2 separate regions of the Mus musculus genome follow, and region 1 is linked to region 2. The links are chromatin contacts, called in public HiChIP or PLAC-seq maps. All regions are on one chromosome and are shown on one strand. Each heading gives the region's core, a stretch centred on a gene start, on an enhancer-like site or on the middle of the called end of the contact. The rest is flanking DNA. Distances are from core to core; before and after follow the strand shown.

Evidence for each region. HiChIP or PLAC-seq counts read pairs in DNA pulled down with a chosen protein or histone mark.
Region 1: a contact with region 2 is called in an H3K4me3 HiChIP or PLAC-seq map of craniofacial prominence, with 2.5 times the contacts expected there. The contact joins the promoter of Zbtb40 here to the enhancer-like site in region 2. A contact is called at or near these places in 3 of 39 promoter capture datasets (the 3T3-L1 cell line, the HPC-7 cell line and stem cell-derived epiblast-like cells), 1 of 484 Hi-C or Micro-C datasets (nephron progenitors), 4 of 115 datasets of contacts at active chromatin or transcription factors (craniofacial prominence, embryonic hindbrain and embryonic stem cells) and 3 of 9 other capture datasets (adipose tissue, liver and pancreatic islet).

The regions. Positions count from the first base shown.
Region 1 is chr4:137,044,367-137,050,687 of GRCm38.p6, reverse strand. Zbtb40 (zinc finger and BTB domain containing 40) reads left to right here and starts at 1,993. Exons shown (of 19, transcript NM_198248.1): 1 at 1,993-2,042.
Region 2 is chr4:136,922,132-136,927,703 of GRCm38.p6, reverse strand. No RefSeq gene overlaps it. Among named protein-coding and RNA genes, the nearest start is that of C1qa, 26 kb to the right of the region's middle. Within about 2 kb of position 2,968, at least 22 of the 459 cell types and tissues checked have an H3K27ac peak or open chromatin away from gene starts, as enhancers often do. A contact at or near this core is called in craniofacial prominence, where this site is marked.

The sequences.
Region 1 (6,321 bases), core at 744-3,243, 120 kb before region 2:
AAGATCTAGGTTTGATTCCCAGCACTGAAAAAGAACCTATTCTCTGCAACCACTGTCACGAAAATTATGTATGCATAGTGGCCTCTTTTCTTGTGATCCCTCCTTTTAATCCTTGTGTAATACAGAACCTGGCTTAGCAGAGGTGCTTAAAACTTGCTTGAGATGCAAGTCACCTCCATTTCTATGCAGAACAGTGGCCAGTAGCCACATTGTTCTTTAAAAACACTATAATTTAGTACTTACTTGTGGAGCACCTATGTGCTGAGCACTGTCATAGGTATTTCCTAAACCTGTCAGCTCTACATTGGGGGGGAGGGGCTCCTGCTATAAGTGGGGGATCAGTCCTCCCAACAGCCATAGGTGAAAGTCTAGAGGCTACGGAAATGATAAATCTGATGCTGATGGTGATCTGTGTGGGTAACAGTGGCCAGGTGACCGTGCACCTGGTAGGGCCCTATCAGATACTGGTTTGACTGTGGCAAGAAGGTAGTGGCCGAGTGCTGACAAACCACCGACAGGGAACATGGTGTGGCACCTTGTCAGCTTGACACAACCTAGAATCTCCTGGGAAGCGTCTCCCTAGGGGATTGTCTACATTGGTTTGGTCCCTGTGTGTGTGTGTGTGTGGGGGTATCTTGAGTAAACCAATGTCAGAATACTCAGTCCACTGTGGGTGGCCCCATTCCCCAGGCAAGGAGTCTTGAACTGTGCCTGCAATCCAACTGGGCACAAGCAAGAACATGCATGCATTCACTTCTCTCTGCTCTATGGATGTGGTGTGATTAGTGGTTTGAAGTCTTTGTCTTGCCTTGACTTCTCCAAGGTGGTGGACTAACCTGCAATTGTAAGCTGAAAAAAATCTTTCCCCCCTTGGTCCTCCTCCTTCTTCCTGGTCTTATTATGTAGCTCTGGGTGTCCTGAAACTACACACACACACACACACACACACACACACACACACACACACACACACACATCAAGGTAGCCTCACAATTCAGAGATCTGCCTGCCTCTGCCTCCAAAGCACCAGGATTAAAAGATGGGTCACTAAGCCTGACTCATTAGACTTTTTTTTGGGGGGGGAGGGGGTTCAGGATATTTTATCACAACAAAAATTAACTAGAACAGCTGCCCAGAGTGCTCTAATGACCCAGAGTGTTCTAATTATTTATCTTCAGCAGTAGCTGCAAACTGCAGTCACAGTATTAGATGACAGAAATTTGAGTGACAGCTCTGCTCCATAGGTTCGGTTTCTGTTTTAAAGGTATTGCATCAAGTCGAGCTGACAGCGACAGTGCTGGGGACGACTGAATATTGTCATTGCCCATGGAACAGCTGTAATCACATTGGGAGCTAGACATAGCAACGAGAAGCCTGGATCTCGGACAAATGGGTCTCCATGTGATGCAGGGACAGCTCTCATGACCAGTGCCAATGGGGCTCATGTTAACTGGATCCGATTCACATCCATTTGACTGCCAGGACACTGGACTCGGGGTTCATAACCAGCGTGTGGTGCTATAGGTTAAAACGTGAGAGGATAATGGCAAAAGAAACCCCGTGTACACCCATACCAAGCCCAGTCCAGAAATCAGTCTCGTTCTCGCCCTGCACATGACTGTTTGTTACAAAAGAAGGAAAGAAATCTTTGTCGTCTCTTCGCAGCAAACCTCAGAAGTGGCTAGGTAAGGGATGGATCATGCTATGGAACATGCTAAGGAAACATCTCCCAAGGTACTGTGAGGCGAAGGTCAAAGGTCAAGAGCAGACCAGGTTCCAAACTTGGAAGCCTGCCATTGGTAGAAAGCGTGCACGTGATGCAGGGACAGCCTTCTCGCGAGACCGTCCCCCAGCACGTGACTACGGCGTGCGCACATCCGGGCTACGGCCCTCGGCGTTTTCCCCGGCCCCAAGATGGCTGCCTTTTGGCGTCTCCAGCGCTGTTGAATGGAGAAAGCTTTATTGTTCCCTTCGGGCAGGAGTGTTCGTGTCCTCAATGGCGCTGTCAATAAAGAACGGCAGTTTGAATCGGTGCTGAGCAGGTAACCATAGAAACGGCGCTGGGACTCTGCGCGGAGACCCCTGTCGCGGCGGAGGCTCCCGAGACTCCCTGAGTGAGGGGCGCCCCAGGACCCCTGGGGGACGCAGGGGATGCGCGGAGCGAGCTCCGCCTGGCTCGCGTCGGTCACAGCCGCCGCCGTCCGCTGTCCTCGGGACGTGGCCCCCGGGAACAGCCCTCACTTCGGGCGCAGCCTAGGTTGTTGCGTCCCGTGGAAGGACGCGGGACACTGCCTGGCATCTGCGGCCCTCACTCCCCGGCTCCCGGGCTGTGCTGCGGACGCCCCGGCCCAGAGGGCTCCCTCCCATCTCTGCTCTCAGCTTTTGTTTATCCGCTGTAAAACAGTTGCGGGGAAATAGAAGTCGTGGGAAATAAAACTTCAGCTCCCAGCAGTGAAGTTGCACGGAGACGCAGCTATGGTCGTTTTTTGTTTTCTTTTTAACGGGTTGTCCGGCCGCTCGCCTGCCGCGGGGCGGGGGAGTGCGCGCAGTTGCCCCGGCTGCTTTTCGGCTTTGATGGAAAGGTCCATAAAGCCAGAGTCATTTCTCTCCGGCGCTTTACAGAAGTTTGCCAATCCTGGCCCGAGGCACAGTTGACACGATATGTGACTAGCTTCCATGATGCCGTCAAGCTAGTGGTCTCTCATTCCTTACAAAGCTATCACCCGCCCAGTGTGTGCAATTGGCCATCTATTTTATGTCTCTACGTAGCTTTGCAGTGTATTTTCCCTGCACAAAACGTGAAGTGTGATTAGGGTGTGCTAGCTTATAGGGCTGGCAATGTGAGGCTGTCGCTGGGAAATCCCCCTTGTATGATAGCCTAGGTCACATTACCTCAAACTGTAAGTTTTCTCCCTCTGGGAGTGCTCTTCCTTGGAATTGTATCCAAATCTTGGTGTGGGTTATAGCTGTTTAAGCAATCAATGTAGGGTTAGGGTTAGGAAGTGCAAATTTTCAGTGCTTGGCATAAATTATGCTCAATGTAGACATGGTTCTTCGGTGACAGGTTCCCATTCTGTCTTGTGCTTGTTTTGACACAGACCTCATGTAGCCCAGGCTGGCCTGGAAATAAATAAATATACGTATATGTATTTGTGTGTGTGTATATGTATACACACATATTATATATATACATATATATATATATATATATATATATATATATATATATATATATAGGCTGGCCTGGAAATAAATACATATACATATATGTATTTGTGTGTGTGTGTATATGTATATGTGTGTGTATATGTATGTATATATATGTATATATATATATATATGTATATGTATATATATATAGGCTGGCCTGGAAATAAATACATATACATATATGTATTTGTGTGTGTATATATACACATTTATGTATATATGTGTATATACACATGTATATACGTATGTGTATACATATATATGTATATGTACGTGTGTGTGTGTGTGTGTATATATATATATGTATATATATATATACACACACACATATCTCCAGTTGGTTGGTCTAGAGCTCCTGCTCCTCCAGTCTTCCTCCCAAGTGCTGAGGTTACAGGCGTGTGCCTCTTGCCAAGCTCCATCACCCAATTTTTTTTTTTTTCTTTCGAGACAGGGTTTCTCTGTGTATCCCTGGCTGTCCTGGAACTCACTTTGTAGACCAGGCTGGCCTCGAACTCAGAAATCCACCTGCCACTGCCTCCCGAGTGCTGGGATTAAAAGTGTGCGCCACCACGCCCAGCTATCCATGACCCATTTAACAGTTATTTTGGTTTTTTTTGTTTTTTACACCTATGCTTGCATGAGTTTAATCAGTTGTTCAGGTGCTTCTACTATGTGCAGGTATGATTCCTAGAAATGTGTTATTACACAAGAGGACCACGACTTTTGCCTCTTTGTGGAATTTAAATTCTTCAAAGGGCTTCGGTAATGTATAGGTGCACAGAAATAATTCTCCTTCTTTAAAAAAAAAAAAAAAAAAAAAAGGCCTGCTGTGCAGCCCAGGCTCACCTTTAACTTGAGATCTTCTTGCCTCAGCCTCCAAATGCTGGAATTACAGTTGTACATCACCCTGCCTGTCTGGCAAGAATGAATAATTTCAGATACCTATCTCATAGCATCCTAGCAATTAAATAAGTAGCTAACGCTCACTGAGCAATTTCTTTGTGCCAGGTACTGGCACTAAGGCTTAATATGAACTGTCAGCCTGTGACACAGATAGTGTTAGGATTAACATTTTACCCAGGGGGAGATGGCTGGTGTTACATGGTTTATGCATAGGGAGTGTGGAGCCGCAATAAACAGATCATGCCCTGCTGTGTTCCGTCTGTTGTCTTTCCTGCAAGCTTGTGAGGTCCACAAGAGTCATGCCACACCTTGATCTTGTGGCCTCAGCTACTAGCCAATGCCACAGCTTCATGTATCCATAGGTTCGTAAATATACACATTTTTGAGGATTCATTAAACAAATACCCGGGAATTTGTTTCACACCAAGAGCTCAGAGCTGGGTGGCTTGGTGCATCCCAGAGTGCTTTTGTTTGCTCTTACAGTCTGGACAGTGCGGCTTCCAAAACAACAACAACAACAACAACAACAAAAATCCTAATAGTTCAAGTTTTCTTTTTGGGGTGGGGGTCTTCTTGGTCATGAACTGGTAAAGCAACCTATCCTCCTGCCTCAGTGTGGAGTGCTGGGATACAGTGTGTTTGCTGGTAATTAAATCTGTTTGGAAATGCCCAAATTTGGTCCCAGATGTATTAAATAACAGTACAAATCCAGATGTTACTAGCAAAATGAGGGGTGTCAGGATAGGCGTCGGTTTTCTATCTTTTTTTTTTAGGGGGAGGAGACAGAGTTTTACTAGTGTTTAAATAGAGAACAGCTTTCTCAAGTGGAATTTAATTGTTCTTCTAAGCTATTTAAAAATTAAATTAATTGTGTGTGTGTGTGTGAGAGAGAGAAAGAGAGAGAGACACACACAGACAGAGACAGAGACAGAGACAGAGAGAGACAGAGACGGGGGAAGGAGGAGGCTGGGAGAGAGGAGAGTGTAGCCGGTCAGTGTGGGAGCCTGACTGCAGCAGTGTGACTGAGAAGGAAGAACAGCTTACAGGGCTTGCTTCTCCCCTATGTTGTGCCACCGTGAGAGGCTGAGCTCAGATGACAGGCTTGGCAGCGGGTACCCTTAATCCACTGAGCCATCTCATCAACCCAGAATTTCGTTTTTAAAACCAAGCTAGACAATTGTCTACACAGAAAGTTTTTAATCGTTTTAGTGTTTTAAGCTTGGAGTGTGTGTGTTCCTCAGTCGGAGACACCTGAATTTTGAGGGGTGTCGGGAATGGAACCCAGGCCTGCACCACACCAAGCAAGTGCTCTGTGCCTGAGCTACACCTTTGGCACCAATATCTGCATTTTCTTAGGGATTTCTGGGGAAATGCTGCATGCTGCCTACAGGGTGTGTTTGCAGTTGATTGTGGACTTCCTTTCAAAATCTTCTTAATAAAGTTGCATCCTTTAAGCCAGGCTTGGTGGTGCACACCTTTAGTCTGTGCACTCAAAAGCAAGAACAGGGTGGATTTCTGAGGCCAGCCCAGAAAAAAAAAAAAAAGCAAGCATCATGAGGCTCTGTCTCACAAACAAACAAACAAACAAACAAACAAACAAACAAAAAACCCAAAACAAAACAAAAAAAAGCATAGCTTCCTGTATTATGGTGTGGAATACTTGAAAAGCACCAGGCCTTTGGAATAGGTTTGAACAGAGCGTGAGCATGAGCAACCACAGGCTGTGCTAAGCTGAGGGCTTGCTGGAGCTGTCACGTGGAAGAATGGGTGTCAGGTTTTGCTTTAAACTGTATGCAGTAACCGTGTTGGGCATGTCATCAGAAGATGTCACCCAGGCCAGAGAATGGATCTGGGAGCTGGCCGCAGAGTGGCATGTTAATGCAGTGTTGAACTGCAAGCCCAGAATTAAATTGCTATTTTGGGTCTGGGTGGGACCTTCCCCTCTGAGCTCTGCTGTTTCTGCTTTGTGATTTGGGTCTGTTGGGCTCCAGTAAAGAGGAGGTGGTGACGCCAGCTTTGAAGCAAGGCCTGAGACTGTGGGAGGGGCCAGGGCACACCAATTTGTTTTTCAATCTATTTTATTTCAGTTCAAAGCATCAGTGCAGACAGCAGCCCAGGAAAACAAGCTGCACTTTGGCAACACTCAGCTGCGTTTGGAGATTGAGGAAGGCTGGGAGGAACCGAAGTACGGCTTGTTTTCCTGGGCTG
Region 2 (5,572 bases), core at 1,719-4,218:
GGAGGCACAAGCAGGAGGCTCTGATGCCAGCCTGGGCTACAGCATGAGTGAAAGGCCAGTTTGAGCTGCCCAACAAGAGTTTGTCTCAGTAGACTAACTTTTATTTATTTATTTATTTATTTATTTATTTATTTATTTATTTATTTATTTATTTGGTGGTGGTACTGGGTATCGAACCCAGAGCCTTGGGCATGGAGCTGAGCAAGCTCTTTATCACTGAGCTACATTCCCAACTCAATAAGAATAGGCTTTTGTTTCCAAATTTTGTTAAGGTGTTTCCCCCCTCCCCCAAAGGCCAGTGAGATGGTTCAGTGGGTTATAAAACTTGCCCCCAAGCCTGGCATCCTAAGTTTGGTCCCCAGGATACACAAGGGAGAAGAAAAATGTAGCTCCTAAAAATCGTTCTTTGACTTCTACATGTGCACTGTGTCATGTGTGCAAACTTCACGCACGCACACACACACACACACACACACACACACACACAGGATAAAGAAACCCTTTTAAAATCCAAAGGACTTGGGATGTAGTTCCATGGCAGTGCTTGGCTAGCAGGCATGCGGCCTTGGGTCCATATCTAGGACTGAGGAAACAAAAAATAAACAATAACAAAACCTCGGAATCATTTTACCAACCCCCCATTCCCTAAAGAAATGGGAATATGGGGCAGAGGTAGATCTACAACAGAGGAAGAGATTTGAATAGTCAATAAAGATATTACAAAGATTCTCAAGCAATAAACACAGAAATGCAAAGCAGAACAGTAATGAGGCCGCAGACGCCATCAATCTGAGCAGAGCATCCGCTTCATAGCAGCTACGGATGGATGGAATGGGGGAAACAGCTCTGTTTATAGACTGCTGGGGGAATGCAAATTGCCACACCATGGGGGGATGCAAATTGGCATGCAACTCTGGAGAGTCATTTGAAAAAATGCTTAGGGAAATTTTGTTGGTGTTTGTCTCAAGATGAGGGCTCCTGTAGCCCAGGCTGGCCTTGAACTGCCTATCTATTAGGGGATGACCTTGAACTCTTAATCTTCCCGCCTTCACTTTGAAAGTGCTAAGATACAGCTCCACCACACTCAGCTCGGAAACGTTTAGTAAACCTTAGGATGAGCAGGTCTAAGGCTTGCCCGACATCACTATGAATGCATGCTGCAATAGCTGCTGGAGCCTCTGCAGGCCCTGGGAAGGAGATTTGTGCACAGGTGATTCATGGGGAACTGCAGGGCAGTACGGTGTTCTCCTTACAACATTCACATTAGGATGATCACATGAGGCACTGGAGCATTAGTGAGCCTGTAGCTGATCTTTCTGTCGCTTCGTGTTTAGTCACAAGCTGTTGGCCACCCACAAATTCATAGACAGCCCAGGGAGGGCAGCTGGGATCCCTTGCCACCCAGTACTCACAGAAGCAGAGGAACAAAGCCACCTACAGATAAAAAAGGCACCCAGTGGGGCATCAACTGTGACTGGTGGAGAGTGGGATAAATTTCCTTCTCCAATAACGCTAGGCCAGTTGTCTACAGCTCAACTTCACCCCCAGCCCCACCAGCAGGGATTGCCACTCACATGCAATCTAAGGGTATCCATCCTTGCCTAACACAGAACAGAAAAGCAAAGAGAAGCGGGTTGCCTCTCAGCAGGGGATCAGGAAAACAAACGGCTTAACAAGTACAATGAAATAATCTACCCCATTTAACGCGAGTAACCAGATCAACAGGAGTCTCGCGGATGAATCACATGGAGAGAGGAGTGAATGACAACGGAGCATGCACGGGTGTCATCTCGTTTGTGTAAGCCTCAGATGCGTGTGTCGCAACGGGATGCCGAGGTTTTGGATGAATAACTGGGTAATGACAGCTCAGAACACGTGGGACAGATAAACCCTGGCTTCAGCGAAGTCTATTTGTTGTATTTCACTAATTTTCTTCTTTAAAAGATAGAACTGAAACAAATACAGCAAAAAAGAATAAAACAAAATGTCCTTAATCTTGATGGTGGACACATATACTCCTGTTGTTTTTTTTCCAGGTCGTCCAACTCCTGTGTGTCAAAATAGTCTATGATTAAAAAAGAAAAATGTTTGGAGACTGGAGAAATGACTCGGTGGTTAAGAGCACCAGCTGCTTTTGCCGCGGATAGTTCAGTTCCAAAATCCGCACTAAGCAGCTCACGACGACCTCTAACTCCAGAGAAATCAGGTGCCCTCTCGTAGTCTCTGTGGGTACCACAAATATGACACGCACATGCATTAAGTAATAAAATAAACATTTAAAGTAAAAACGGTTGAAAGCTAGAGGGAGCTGGATGTGGGGGCATCTGCCTATAACGCCAGCACTAAGGAGACTTGAGCAGGGTACGGAGCCAGACTGAGCTGTATCCCAAGACCTTGCTTCACAGGACAACACAGGGCAGAATAGATGATTTAGGACACTTGCTGTTCTTACAGAAGAACCAAGTTCGATTCCCAGTACCCACACGGAGGCTTACAAGCACTTTGTAACTCCGGATGTCTTATTCTGATCTCTGAAGCACCAGGTATGTAGTGCTCATACAGACGTGCAAACAGGACACTCACAGACACAAAATGAATCCTTAAAAATTAAAAACAAACATGAACAAAGCCACACAGGATCCGTAGAGGCAGACCCTATTCCCCAGTCAACTTGCTTGTGAACCTGACACTGCTCTAAAATTTAGATTCTGTTAGGGGGCCACCAAAAAGGTTCAGTGGGTAAAACTGCCGCCAAACCTCACAGCCGAAGTTTGAGACCCGGGACCCATTGTAGCACATATGTTTGCCATACCCCATTCTCTGCAAAATAAAATAAGATGTGAAAAGGAACATATTTTGTTGCTGTTTCTGTTTTAATCAACAGCGTTCTGGGGTGCCTTGGGAAGGCCCCTTGTCTCAGAAAAGGGCTCAAAGAACTGGCTCTGTGACATAGCTAGAGCTGCGCTGTCCAAGGTGCTGGGTCGAGGAGGAGAGCTGTCCCGGGTCCTGGAATCCAGAGGCGCTCTCAGACTGCATTGTAATAGACCAGCAAGTCTGAGCCCCAGGTAGAAGGGCAGGGCTCCATGTCCTTCAGGTCCCTAGGGGAACTTCCTTGTGTCTCTCCCTGGCACCCCTCACCCACAATCCCAGAAAAATAGTACTTTTAGAAACACTAATTTGGGACCAGAGAGATGGCCAGAAGGTAAAGGAGCTTGCTGTGACTGGAATTTAATCCTCACATCTACATATTGAAAAGAGAGAACCTATTCTTGCAAATGGTCCTCTGATCCTCACAGGCGCATCATGGCTTGGGCACACATATACATAGATTTAGTTCTCAACATCTATGTTGATGTTGGTTGGCTCATAATTATCTCCAATTCTCAGTCTGGAAGACCTGGTGCCTTTAGTCTTTGCAGGCATTCACACATGTGCACATATGCATACTCACACACACGTATACAGATACATGCACATCATTAAAAATTAATGATAATTCTGTCTAGGTGAGGTGGGCCATAACTTGAATGCCAGTACTCAGAAGACAGAAGCAGGTAGATCTCTGTGAGTTTAAGGCCAACTTGGTCTACACAGTAAGACACTGTCTAAAATAATGATTCTTTAAGAAGAAATGAAAGTTTTAAATTTGTAGGGGCTGGAGAGATGGTTCAGTGGTTAAAAGCACTGACTGCTCTTCCAGAGGTCCTGAGTTCAATTTCCAGCAACCACATGGTGGCTCACAACCATCTATAATAGGATCGGATGCCCTTTTGTGGTGTGTCTGAAGATAGCTACAGTGTACTCATATAAATAAATGAATACTGTTTTTAAAAAAATAAAGTTTAAAAAAATTTTAAAAGACCATAGGGCAGATCTTGCTATGTCCATGATCACCACCATGCAAACAGGTTCCCTTCACATGTGAAGCCGTTACCTGGCTCCCCGTACCGCACAGTCTGATTCTCCTGCCTCTCCCACCTCCATGCCACCACCCTTCCCAGCATCCTTCCATCCATCCTTTGGATCTGTGGCCTTGCATTCCTTCTTCCACGTCTCCCAAAGGCTCAGCCACAGGTGACCACAGGAGGAGACTCTGCTGAGGCTACCACACCCACCGGTGTTTCTGCGCTTGCTACGCTCCCCGCAGAAGGGCTTATCTGACTCGTGGTTACCAGTGTGCTTGCTTTCAAGTCCCTCGTGTGACTTACACAGTGCTTTGGCCAGCAGGTAGCGACCCATGTTTGGGGAGTGGATGCTTACCGGGCACCTGTTTTGTGACAGACATTGCACTTGGGTCTGTCGATTCCAGAATAAATAAGATAATCCTTGCCCTCGGGATGGTCACAGGCTGGAGAGAGAAGACAGCCAAATCACAGGCTCAGACGGGGGATAATCCCCCTTCCCCTCATTAAAGAATCTAAGGAGTTTAAGGTAATCTGGTGCCTCATCTCTCACCCCTTGTTTATTAACTAAAATACCCCAAGCTTGCCCAAAGAAGGTCAAGGACTCTCCTAAGCTCACACAGCATCAGAGGCATGGTCCAGGCCACACATCACCTTGTACTTGCATTTATAAAATGTCCTTTTCGTCATTCCCCTCCCCACCCCCCACCTCGACTGCAGCCTCCTTTCTAGATGCCACCAGCAAAATGACAGAGGGAGACATTTGAGCAAGGGCCCAGGACACCTCCTCTTTCATAAACAGTGTCTGCACTCCCCCCACCCCCATCAAAATCCATCTCTTTTCAGCAAGCTTTGCCTGTTTGGGACTTTCCTGTGTAAATAAAGTCCTGGAAGACTGTCTCCTGGATTCCTCAGTACAGACAAAACTGACACAGTTCTCCCACCTCAATAGGAATGTGACCAGGAGCCAAAGGAAATACCGGAAGAGGTAACCAAGACCCCATGCACAGTTTTCTTGTGTAATCCTGCTCATCTCTCCGCTTATTTCCTGATCTCAGTCCTCGGCAACTCATGTAACCTCACTGGCCACCAGAAGATCTTGCAGGTTCATTAGCACTTGGACCTTCCTTGGCCAGCCATGTGTGACTTTTCTTAGAGGAGTGTCCCCTCTCCTGTCCCCCTCCCTCCTCACCCCCTGGGCCAACTCTAGAATGCTGCTCTCAATCTCTCCACCCTTCCCCCAACTCAGAGCTATATAACCCCTTCTCTGAAACCCCACAGGACCCTGGGCTTCTGCACTTACATTTTACCATGGTAGATATACGGTTTCCCTTATGAACCAATGAAGGACTGGTCCTGGACAAGAGAGGGGAGTGCCCTGTTTAGCCAAAGCACCTGCAAATCTAGTCCAGACCTGACTAGTAGAATTCAGTGTGAGATAGTACATCAATAAAGAAGCCTTAGTTGGGCTCTGGGTCTCTGTCCAACCATTAGACTCTTTGAGTCTCAATTCATCATCTACATCATGAGGTCACTATGAATAACCACCCCACAGGTGCAAGGGATAGATGATTTTCATTGCTACCTCCAGGAAGTTGGCAGACATCTGTGATGTGAAAGCTGAGCCTTCAAGGGTGGTTGCAGCTTTGTCAGCAGGAAGAGTGGGACCA